Linked DNA regions of Hordeum vulgare: region 2 is linked to region 1. A link is a contact called in public Hi-C data. All regions are on one chromosome and are shown on one strand. Each heading gives the region's core, a stretch centred on a gene start, on an enhancer-like site or on the middle of the called end of the contact. The rest is flanking DNA. Distances are from core to core; before and after follow the strand shown. Region 1 holds the start of LOC123447287 (sex-determining protein fem-1-like). Region 2 holds the start of LOC123447291.

What was found. Hi-C and Micro-C count contacts between places; a contact is called where the count stands out from the background.
Region 2: a contact with region 1 is called in a Hi-C map of seedling, with 2.8 times the contacts expected there. The contact joins the promoter of LOC123447291 here to the promoter of LOC123447287 in region 1. A contact is called at or near these places in 1 of 6 Hi-C or Micro-C datasets (seedling) and 1 of 1 datasets of contacts at active chromatin or transcription factors (embryo).

What each region holds. Positions count from the first base shown.
Region 1 is chr4H:12,368,235-12,373,721 of MorexV3_pseudomolecules_assembly, reverse strand. LOC123447287 (sex-determining protein fem-1-like) reads right to left here and starts at 1,852. Exons shown (of 10, transcript XM_045123876.1): 1 at 1,717-1,852; 2 at 1,571-1,636; 3 at 1,286-1,471; 4 at 298-426. The coding sequence starts at 1,747.
Region 2 is chr4H:12,560,564-12,566,133 of MorexV3_pseudomolecules_assembly, reverse strand. LOC123447291 reads right to left here and starts at 4,129. Exons shown (of 11, transcript XM_045123880.1): 1 at 3,985-4,129; 2 at 3,446-3,596; 3 at 2,891-3,012; 4 at 1,420-1,528; 5 at 1,299-1,338; 6 at 22-111. The coding sequence starts at 3,587.

The DNA of each region.
Region 1 (5,487 bases), core at 603-3,102:
GTGCAAGATTATTATTTAGTACAACTAAGAGTATATCAGGAAATACCACTAAAGATCTACTTGGAGACTTAATATGCCGTGCATTCTCAAACAGTCTAATGATTCTAAAACAATATGTGCTCCCGAACAGAGAGACACGTTACAAGAACTTAACCGTCGGGTTTGAAGATAATTTATTAGCAGAGAACAATATTAGTAAATTACTATATGAAACAAAGGCGAATAGCTCTGAATAAGATAACACATAACAATTTACAATGCAGAGATGCAGAACAGAGATATGTTAGAGAGGTGGACCTATTTCAGCAGCATAATGTAACAGGAAACCCCCATTGTTATCGGCTTTGTCTGGATTAGCTCCATGATCAAGAAGATACTCAGCAGTACCCCCATTGCAGTATGTTGCAAAAAACAGAGGTGTTCTACCTATAAAGCAAACAAACACACAAAAATGAAATTATATCAAAGCACTTCTCAGCGTAGCAAGAAATGAGATCTTTTTTGTATCAAAGCATGTCTTATCTCCAAAAGAATACCACCACAGAAGTTTCCTAACACTGCCCTGTCTTCTCTGAGAGCATAGAATTTAGATATGGCTCCCCAAGACAAACAAAGTAGACCCATCGAGTTAGATACGATATGACGCAGGATTTTCATAATGCTCGAGAGAGTATTGGTTAAATGGAACTGACGCATGAAAATTAGACATTCGACTACCCGAATAGAAGAATCAAATACATCCTCAGAGCTGGGGTGCATACATGTGTGCAATAACTAAACAACCAAACTATCCTAAAATAAACATTAATTTGCCCTCAAAGAGTAGCCTATTTAATTATTTATATGAACGGTGCTTATGTAGGGTATTCACATTCAGTATCATAATGAAGACCGACTTATTTCTTCCTTAAAAAGGCCGACTTTTTCCGTATAAAGCTGCATGATCATGAGTTAGCACAACAGGATATGACAAAACATGATTTTATTTGGTGAGAAAAATATTGGTGCCTATGATACATTGGTTCATACTGACGTAGATGATCTTAGGCTATGTTTATGGTTGCCGGACTGTGTTGCGCTGAGCCTGGAGCCATGGCAAAAGCTGGCTCTCATAATGCACCTCTATGCCAAACCCAGAGAAAGCACAAAACAGTCGGATATCGTGAGACCTGACCTACAGATGAAGCAGCCCTAGCGAACAACAAATTCCAGCATGTAAAATAGGCACTCCATGCAATTCGACGAAGCCTGCACCGAAAGATTAGGGTTTTGAAGATAGTTGGACCTTCCTTGTCGACCAGATCCACATCCACCAGCAGCTCCTCGACGAGGTACCTGCACACCTCCAGGCTCCCCCTGGCCGCGATGTGCAGCGCGCTGAAACCTTCAAGCTTGGGATCGTCTTCCACCCTCAAGTCCTCAATCACCTTCTTGGGGCGGCCCCTGCCCAAGTCCAGCATCACGACCAGCGCTGCGGCGGATTTTTGATTGGGCCTCCAAAATGTTAGCGCTCGGGCAGCGAGGCTGGATGAGGGTCAGAATCTGGGACGGGGGAGGGGGGGAGGCGTACACTTTAAGCGGGGGAGGTCGTTGTCGGATGCCGCCTGGAAGACCATGTCCAGCATCGGGTCGTGGACTGGGGCGGGCCGGAGGGGGCGGAGTCAGGATCCGGGTTGGGGGTAGGGTTAGGGATGGGATGTGGGGAGAGGCGCTTACCTTCGGAATGAGCTCGGTAGGGCGACACCATGGCGTCGGTCGAGGAGGATGTGCTAGGGTGGGGGTGGAGAAGGGGCTTGGAGCTTTGAATGGAGAAAAGAGCAGCGAGGAAGACGAAACTAAAGCGAGGCGTACGCGCGAGCGCGAGGACAAGTGAAAATGGGCGAGCGAGCGCCGTCGTCTTTCTTTTTTTCTTTTTTTTTTAACTGTAAAGGCCGCGAAGGGCCTAGACGCTCCGTTAATATCTGATACAGTTACGGTACAAAGAGCATATAAGGACTCAGCAGAAAAGGAAATAGCATTAAAGTCCCTGGCTTTTACAAGGAGGACCCCGGGCCGGAAAGCAAAATTGCAATCAGGTCCTCTACGGCTTCTTCGCGGATGAAATCTTTGCCGTCGCCCGGGACGAACCACCTCGGGCCACAATGCCTTCGCAACAGCACAGCCACGCCATGAACTGAGAACCGGCGCCGTAGCCCCGCCAGAACAGCCGCTGCTGATGAGCTTGAAACCTGTCAGCGGGATCCAGCATCGCACCCATCGCAAACTCGCTTACCACACCCATGGTGGCGACGAACAACGATAGAGGCGACCGGGCCCTTCTCCAAATCGGGGAGCCACTCGAGCTTATTGGAGGAAACGCCTGCGTCCACCCGCACCACGGCAGATGGTACCACACCACCGCCACTAATACGTCTCCAACGTATCTACTTTTCTAAACACTTTTGCTCTAATTTTAAACTCTAATTTGCATGATTTGAATGAAACTAACTTGGACTGGCGTTGTTTTCAACAAAACTACATTGGTGTTATTTTTGTGCAGAAATAAAAGTTCTCAAAATTGAACAAAACCATTTATGAATTACTAGCACAGATGCTCGTGCGTTGCAACGGGGGCATTGTAACCCATCCCATGCATCCACGTATTGTCCTATCGTTCTTCTTCTCTCCCCGGAATCCTCATTAACATTAATTCATATTTAAATTTTTCCTACTTTAAAATATAATGCCCAAAAAGTAAAAAGTTTATGTCACAGCCCTAGATTATATCTTGTAGTTAGTTGCATCAGTAAGCATTCATGAATGCATTCAAATCAATTTAATTCAAATTTGAATGATCTACAAATGGGGATGACCAAACCCTAACACCAAACAACATCCAAACAGGTTCAACAAGAGAAAAATCCTAGCTACTCTATATTCAAAACAAAACCCTAGCAACTCTATATGCAAAACAATTCAAAAGTGGTGACAAATCAATGAACCAAAATGGTTTTCATAAAAGTCCATCATTTTTTATAAATGTTGGAAAGAAAATATCAGGGGTGATATATATTTTCAAAATACTTTTGGCATTTTATTTTAAATTCAAAAGCCACTGAAATCAATTAATTAATTGATTTCAAATACTTCCTAGTTTTATAAAATGTTGAAAACTTCACATGGGGTTGGAAATATTCCAAATAACACCCCAGAGTTGTTTACCTATTTTCTTTGATTTAGTAGGAGCCAAAACAAATAAAACAAATGTTAGAAATAACAAAACAGAAAAAAAAATAGAAAAAAAAAGGAAACGCTTACCTGTCGCCCCTGCACGCCCAGCCCACCAGGGCCTCCCCCTGCTCGTCGTCTTCCCCGAGCAGCTGCGTGGCAGCAGCGCGTGCGCCGGCTCCACCTCCTGCTTCGCGCTGGAGGCACCTCCTCCGTCCCTATCCGCGTATGCAGACGATGTGGATGAGCCCCTGGATCTTTTCCCCCTCACTTAGCACCGTTTCCTCCTCCTGCTTCCTGCTCCTCTTCCTCCCGCCATGGCCGAGCTCTGCTTGAGCTCACCGACGCATTTCCAGCCGCAGCGAAGCCTCCCCGAGCAATCCATCATCTCCGCCACGACGAGTAGCTTCTCCACGCCGAAGGAATCAAGTTGCAGCCTGCTGAAGCGTCGCCACCGCCGTCTTCCCCATCTCCGGTCACCGAGATCCGCCGCCGTCGATCCGCTGCCAGAGAGCCCCTCCAACTTCTCCGATGCCAGGAATGGAACCCCTGTGAGCCTCTGATGCTTCTCCCTCTTTCTCCCGCTCGAAATCGCCCTCCAGAGCATCTCCCCGATGAGCTCCACTTCCGGCCGCCGCACACGCTCGTCGTCGGCACTCTCTCCGGCGACCCTAGCTCCTTCTGATGGCCCTCGTCGATCAGGCGCTTCGTCAGCAACCTATAGCAGCAAACCCCGCTCGATTTGGTGCTCTGTAGCGCGTTTTAGCGCAACTCCGGCGAGCCCTCCGCCGCGGGCTTGGTCGCCGGCGACCACCCTCCGGTGGGGGCCGACGTGGCCAGCTATTAGCCACTAACCCCCCTCCCCAGAGACGCTGACATAGGGGCCCACGGGTGAGTCAAACCACCATTAGGGTGGGTCAACGCGGGATTAAGCCCTGGGTCACTGACCAGTGGACCCCACTGGTCAGGTTTGACCTCGGACGGCTGCTGTTGATTGATGACGCCAGTCTGACGTCGCAGTGACGCAATAAAGCTTTTCTAATTTTAATTAATTCCAGAAAATGCCTAAAACTTGTAAAAATCATAGAAATTAAAATATAACTCGGATGAAAATAATTTATATATGAAAAAGTATCAGAAAAATCCAAGGAATCTGATTATGGCATTTTCATGCATGTTTGAAAAAGTTAACAACACCAAATAGGCAAAATGATGAATAGGGTAAATTTAATAAATAGTTTGGAGTTGGAAATTGATACTTATTTGATTTCCACTTCAATTTTTATGACCAAACATTGGTCAATGCAAATGAGTACCTCAAAATACTAACTCCATACATGTTGAAATAATTTGTTATGAGCATCAGGTCGAATCAATTATAAGGGTACTTGGAAAGATACCCGGCTTGAAGTGATGTTTGGATCCTAATTCAAACCAACTTCAACTTAAGAAATGATAGCCACATTAGCCCTGCCACCTTTCATTTCATGTCTTGAGCATGCATCATAGTGTTGCATTTCCGTGAAGTAATTGTTGTTCTTTCTTGTTTGCCGCTGTTGTTCCCTCTCGGTAAACGATGTTTCCGACGATGTGATCGTTGACATTGATGAAGACTCATTGCTATTTTCAGACGTGTCAGGCAAGCAAACCCCCCTTGAGCATATTGATATAAACCCACTCTCTCGCTCCTGCTCTCTTTTACTGCATGAGGACAAACACGATTCAACTGTACATGTTGTCGGTAGTTGAACCCATTCCTCTGCATGACCTGATTTTGTCACAGTAAATAGTTGAAACCACTTAGCATGAGTAGCAACTGCTTGAGCCTTGTTGTGCTTACTCATCCATGCTTGTTACAATGCCTGCTATGCTTAGAGTCGTGTCGGGTCTGATCCATCTGAATGATGTATCGGAATGGTTGTGTTCATGTCCTACAGTGTGAGAGTAAAGGTGTGAATCTGATTTGGTAAAGGTAGCGATGAGAGGCCATGCAGGAGTACATGGCGGGTTGTCTCATTGGGACCGTCCTTAAGAACTGAGTTCTGTGTATGTTATCCAAGACAAGATACTACCATGCATTGGGCCCTGAAATATGACCCCGCTCGGCTTATTAATTGCCTAGATCTCTGTCCAGGAGTTGCAATTAGTTTCTGGTGTTTGTAGGAAAAGTGTTGGCGGCCGTGTTTAGCTCTGCCGACGGGGTAGGCTTCACTACGGTAGATACACAGTGGCACGGTGTACCAAGTGGCACTCGAATGGTGGGCTTGGGAACCCTGCGCG
Region 2 (5,570 bases), core at 2,880-5,379, 190 kb before region 1:
AGAAATTAGTCTTTAACCAACCTGATCAAAGAAATTTCTTCGCCAACCCGAATCTTTTTCAAGCAGCCTGACTGAGCAATTTTAAATGTTGGCAGATTGTACTGCGGAAACCTAGAGAAAAATAATCTCATGAGTTCATGAGGGAATTCATTTGACCAAGTTGTTTTATTTGGCCGAGGTTGACTTCAACGTTCAAGTACACCACGGGCAACATGTTTACTTTGTAAAACATGGAGCATCACGTACGAAACAACACTCTTTTAAAACTTTATCTGTACGTAGTGGGCTAATCCAATAACTTTTTTCTTTTGAACATGGTGTAATCCAATCATTACATACTTGGTCAAAAACAATTTTATGATGTCTTGTCAAATCACTACATGGTGTTTAGATGCACCTGTACAGCATCAGTAAAGTGGGAATTTGCAGGCTAATGTGGCTACTGGAAGTAAAACCGGCTCGGGTGGCAGAATTGTGAATTAGGCACCAATGTGACTTGGGGAATCAAGGAGGGGGATTCTACTAGCATAAATAGTTTGCCTACAATGAAGAGCACGCAAAAGTAGTTAAGAACCTGAGTTAAGAACCCATGAAAGGACAATCTATTGTTTAATAAAGAATTTTAGTGGTACACAAGTCAAACAAATATTTGAGAATGTTGGGTTTAGTCCCACATCGGTTGTGGGAGGAGACATAACACGACTTATAAGGGTGAGGGTGTCCTCTCCTAAGAAGGCTAGTCTTTTGGGGGGAGAGGGTCCAAGGCCTGTCATAAGTTGGTGTTGCTCTCCGGTTGGGCCTGTTGACGCATGTGGGTCGGAAACGCTGGTGTTAGCGGACCCGGAATTGCGTAAAAAGTGGTATCAGAGCCCAGGTGCCCGGAATAAATCTCGGTGGACTCACGGATGGTCGGTCATGGTAGGTGGGCTGGAACGCTGGTGTTAGCGGGCCCATGGGTGACCGATGTGTGAGGGGGAGATTGTTGGGTTTAGTCCCACATCGGTTGTGGGAGGAGACATAACACGACTTATAAGGGTGAGGGTGTCCTCTCCTAAGAAGGCTAGTCTTTTGGGGGGAGAGGGTCCAAGGCCTGTCATAAGTCGGTGTTACTCTCCGGTTGGGCCTGTTGACGCATGTGGGTCAGAAGCGCTGGTGTTAGCGGATCCGGAATTGCGTAACAGAGAACACCATGTGTAGTTCCCAAGAATGTGAAGTTAAATGTAAAGATTGACAACTATTATCTTAAATAAAGAAAGCAATGTACTGATCTCATTTTTCTACAAAACAATTACACTCACCATTTTTTGTATAGACCTGATTCCCACGACACACATGTACCTATGAATAAAAGCAGCAAACTTAAGTGGCTATCTGAAGTTATTGTGTCTTAATCATCAATGTGGGGTTATAGTTCCTTACAAACATCGATAGGACCATCAGCAAAGCCTTCAGCAAGAAGAGTATGAAATGGGGTCCCATCTGGACCTTCGCGGTACATGACTCGTAATTGGTCTGTATCCTGCTTCACCTATGAAATAGATTACCGATCATTCAAGCAATTCATAGAACTTGCAAGGGAACCAAAGAAAACAATTAACCACTCTCTAAACGAGGGAATACGATAAAAGAACGACCAAATTTGGAGCACAATACTAAACTATAAACAAAAGTAAACCATTGCACTCTTGGTGGTATGTATTTTGAGAAGGGTGCTTCTTATCCCTGAAAACGTCATTCTGCTCCCGAGTTCAAAATGCTCCTGCTATGAACAGTAAGTTCGAAAAAATAACAAAAGCATTTAAAAATTCTGATTTTCATTTTATAACAAATAAACGTTGCTAAGTTATCTCTCCACATGTAAATTTTCGTGGTGAAATAAACATTCGTCGAGGTCTGGACAAAAAAAAAACTGTGTTCCAAAATGTTTTCACAAATAGTGTTTTTGTAGCATCATTTTTTTCCAGGGCATTACAAATGTTTTTTCTTCACGAAACATTGCACACAGGTGAAATACTCATCAATGTTGTCATAAAAACATCCATAACTTTTTACATATGATTGCTATTTTTTCTTAATTTACTATTCATCCGGAGTGTTGGCCAACCAAGAGACGACATATCCAACAGTTAGGTGTAGCAGAGATGCGCATGTTGAGATGGATATGTGGCCACACAAGGAAGGATCGGGTACGGAATGACGATATACGAGAGAGACTTGGGGTAGCACCGATTGAAGAGAAGCTGGTCCAGCATCGTCTCAGATGGTTTGGACATATTCAACGGAGGCCACCGGAAGCGCCGGTGCATAGCGGACGGATAAAGCGTGCTGAGAATGTTAAGAGGGGTCGTGGTAGACCAAACTTGACATGGGAGGAGTCCGTTAAGAGAGACCTGAAGGTTTGGAATATCGACAAAGACTTAGCCATGGACAGGGGTGCGTGGAAGTTAGCTATCCACGTTCCAGAGCCATGACTTGGCTTTGAGATCTTATGGGTTTCAACTCTAGCCTACCCCAACTTGTTTGGGACTGAAAGGCTTGGTTGTTGTTGTTACTATTCATCCACCTCGGAACCAAAACTCCATGTCCGCTTATCCCTCTCCTTTTTGGTAACCTAGAATAAGCGTTCCTGTTTTGTTCTGTTTCTGTTTTGGGTTTTGGTTGTCGCCACCCTTGTATCTTGCGCCTTTTGGCATTCTTCATGTTCAGAAAAAAAAAGAGGTAAACTATTGCACTCTTGAAATATAGAGCAAGAAAGAAATCAGTGAACTGATTACGCTATGACGCAAAACAGGAAAACATAAATCTATTATTGCACTCTAATCACATAATGTTCACAATATTTTCGTACAAGCGTATTAAATTTAGTTTATTAATTTCATAATTTGCATACCTTCCATTCCTTCTGTTGTGGCCCACGAATCTCTGAAGGCCGTTCATTTACTGAAGTGTCTAGCATTTCAAGAAAATTGGAGACTTCTTTGGCCCGTGCTTCAGCAATCACGTCGATGTTGCCTAAAGAAGACATAACCCAAAATGAAAATACAGAACAGCATATACACATATTTAGAAATGGATCTAAAATGAGAAGCAAATACGGATAGGAAGATACAGATCACAAAGCAGTTTAATTTAGTAATAAAATATAAGACGATATTACAATTGAACCTTGCATTTACTTTTTAAATTCAACCAGCAATTTAATTACACATACTTGGTGTATGGACTTGTTGGTTGCTTCATGTATAATAGGACCTACTTAGAGAGATTTAGATATACATATGGCACATTAATGTTACCGGTGAATATTAATCAATGAGAAAAAAACTGGCACATTTCTAATGGCATAATAGGACCTGCTTAGAGAGAAAAGTAATTACAGTTATGACTACTAGTCGTGGAGTATCTAGGCAAAGATGCACCAGAGAAAAAGTAGTCAAACCCATACCTTGGTCAGAGCCAGGAAGAGACGACTCCAGAATCTGCTTCTTCACCAGAGATCTCAGAGAGCCCTCGTCGGCGAGATCAGGGCACGCCAGGGTCTTGTCCAGGCGGTCGCGCAGCTCCAGGATTCCCTTCCTCGTCTCCATGGGCACCACCTGGACCACCACCACCACCACGAAGATGAGAGTTCTGATGGCAACCAAAATCGCAAGACTTGTCCAAGACCAAACCGATCAAACGGATACGGAATCCCCACGGCCGGAAAGGCTTTCTAAATCTAAAGGCGCCAAGTATAAGAAAGGAAGGAATCATTAAAGGCGCGCGCTCCTGAGGTGGAGAGCGAAGGGCGCTTATAAGGAAAAATTAAGGAGCTCGGCTGCGGCAGACCGCAAGAATCCGCAGGCCCGAAATTTGCCCAATCCAAGCAGAGGCAGGCAGTGTTCCAGATGCGGAACAGAGCAGCCCATGAGTGGGAGCAGAGGAGATGCCGGATGGGCTGGATCGAAATCAAGAAACCCGTCGGAGCCTTGCTTTGACGCTTACCGTGTGCGGAGAGCTGGAGCTGGAGCTGGAGCTGGTGGTGATCGATGACGACGAGGAAGAGGGGTGGAAGGAGAGGGGGGAGGGAGGCAGGCAAGGGGAGCAGGGAAGCTCGGCCTCGATCGGCTTAGTTGTTGCCTCGTTTGGTGCGCTCGTGCGGTCCACCAAGCCGACCGGGGAGTTATGAGGGTTGTTTTCCCTCTTTTGCCCACTACTAGGGACAGGTTTCTGTGCACCTGTATTTCAATGATTAAGAAATTTCTTGGTTTGAAGATTGGAAATTTCTTGTTTTGGAATTGATGTTTACAAGACAGTCTATAAATAAATACTCCCTCCCTTCCTAAATAATTGTAGTTGAAAAGAATTTCTAAATAACTATAGTTGGAAAGACCATTTTTCTCTCTCACTATAATTATTTAGGAACGGAGAGCATATAAGTCTTTTTAGAGATTTCACTAAAGGAATAGATACGATTGCATATAGACATGTTTTAAAGTGTAGATTCATTTATTTTGTTCAGTACATAGTCCTCTAGCAAAATCTGTAAAAAAACTTAAATTTAGAAACGGAGGAAATACATGAAATACACCAAGAATAATGAAGAGTGACTTAGGCGGAGAACCAAACAACCCTTAAACGGCAATCATGATATATTTTTCTTTTTGCAAAGCATGTGTGAAAAAGGGAATCCTTATAGGTCACCCGACTAATCTTTCAGTGCATGTCCACCGCCTCCGTGGGTGTCGTGTATGTTCCAATCGGATTGCTCGAGAGCAACCTTCACTATAGTACATGTTTGCAACTTAACTTGGCTCGTATTGTGATCTGCTTGAGCGCACACATATTCTATTGCAAAACGGTAGGGGCGACCGTTGGATCTCCGCGACAAGGACCGACAATGACACTGGGGCCCGTGGATCCAGGATCTGGCAACGAGGGACCGTGGTCGCCTCAAATACGAAGAAGCGAAGGATAGGGTGGTGCGAGGAGGGCGACGACATGTCATCCATCGGTGGAAGATGCTGGTGATAGGGGGCAACCGTGAGCGGCCCGTAGCCGGGGTTAAGGTGGGACAGGGTTGTGGCGTTGTGACTTGCAAGCCCTGGCTTTCGGAAGAAGGTGAGCGTGGACAAGGAGATCACGGGAGGAGGAAGGTTGGTAGAGGTGGGACGTGTGGGTCCAGGTGGTGGGGCGGAGGACAGGGACATCGTCACAGAAGACAACCCCGATGACGGACATGCTCATGATTAGAGATGTTTTTTTTGCAACAAAGAGCATGTTGCAATTGCAACAAGGTTCTTGTTGCAAAAGAGTAATGTTACAACCTTGCAAAACAAAACTCCCAAAAAGTCATGTTTGCAATTTGCAACAAAGGTCATGTTGCAACTGCAACAAAGCTCTTGTTGAAGAAGAGACATGTTACAATGGCCTTACAATAAAGAAGGTCTCACAAAAATATCATGTTTTTGCAATTTACAAATTGTTGCAGATAAGATCGAAAAAATTGCTAGGCGCAACTGAGGTGGTTGGCCTTCACCCAGCGCCATTTAACCGCTCTAGGTGCAACCTAGGCGAACGCATAGTTTTAA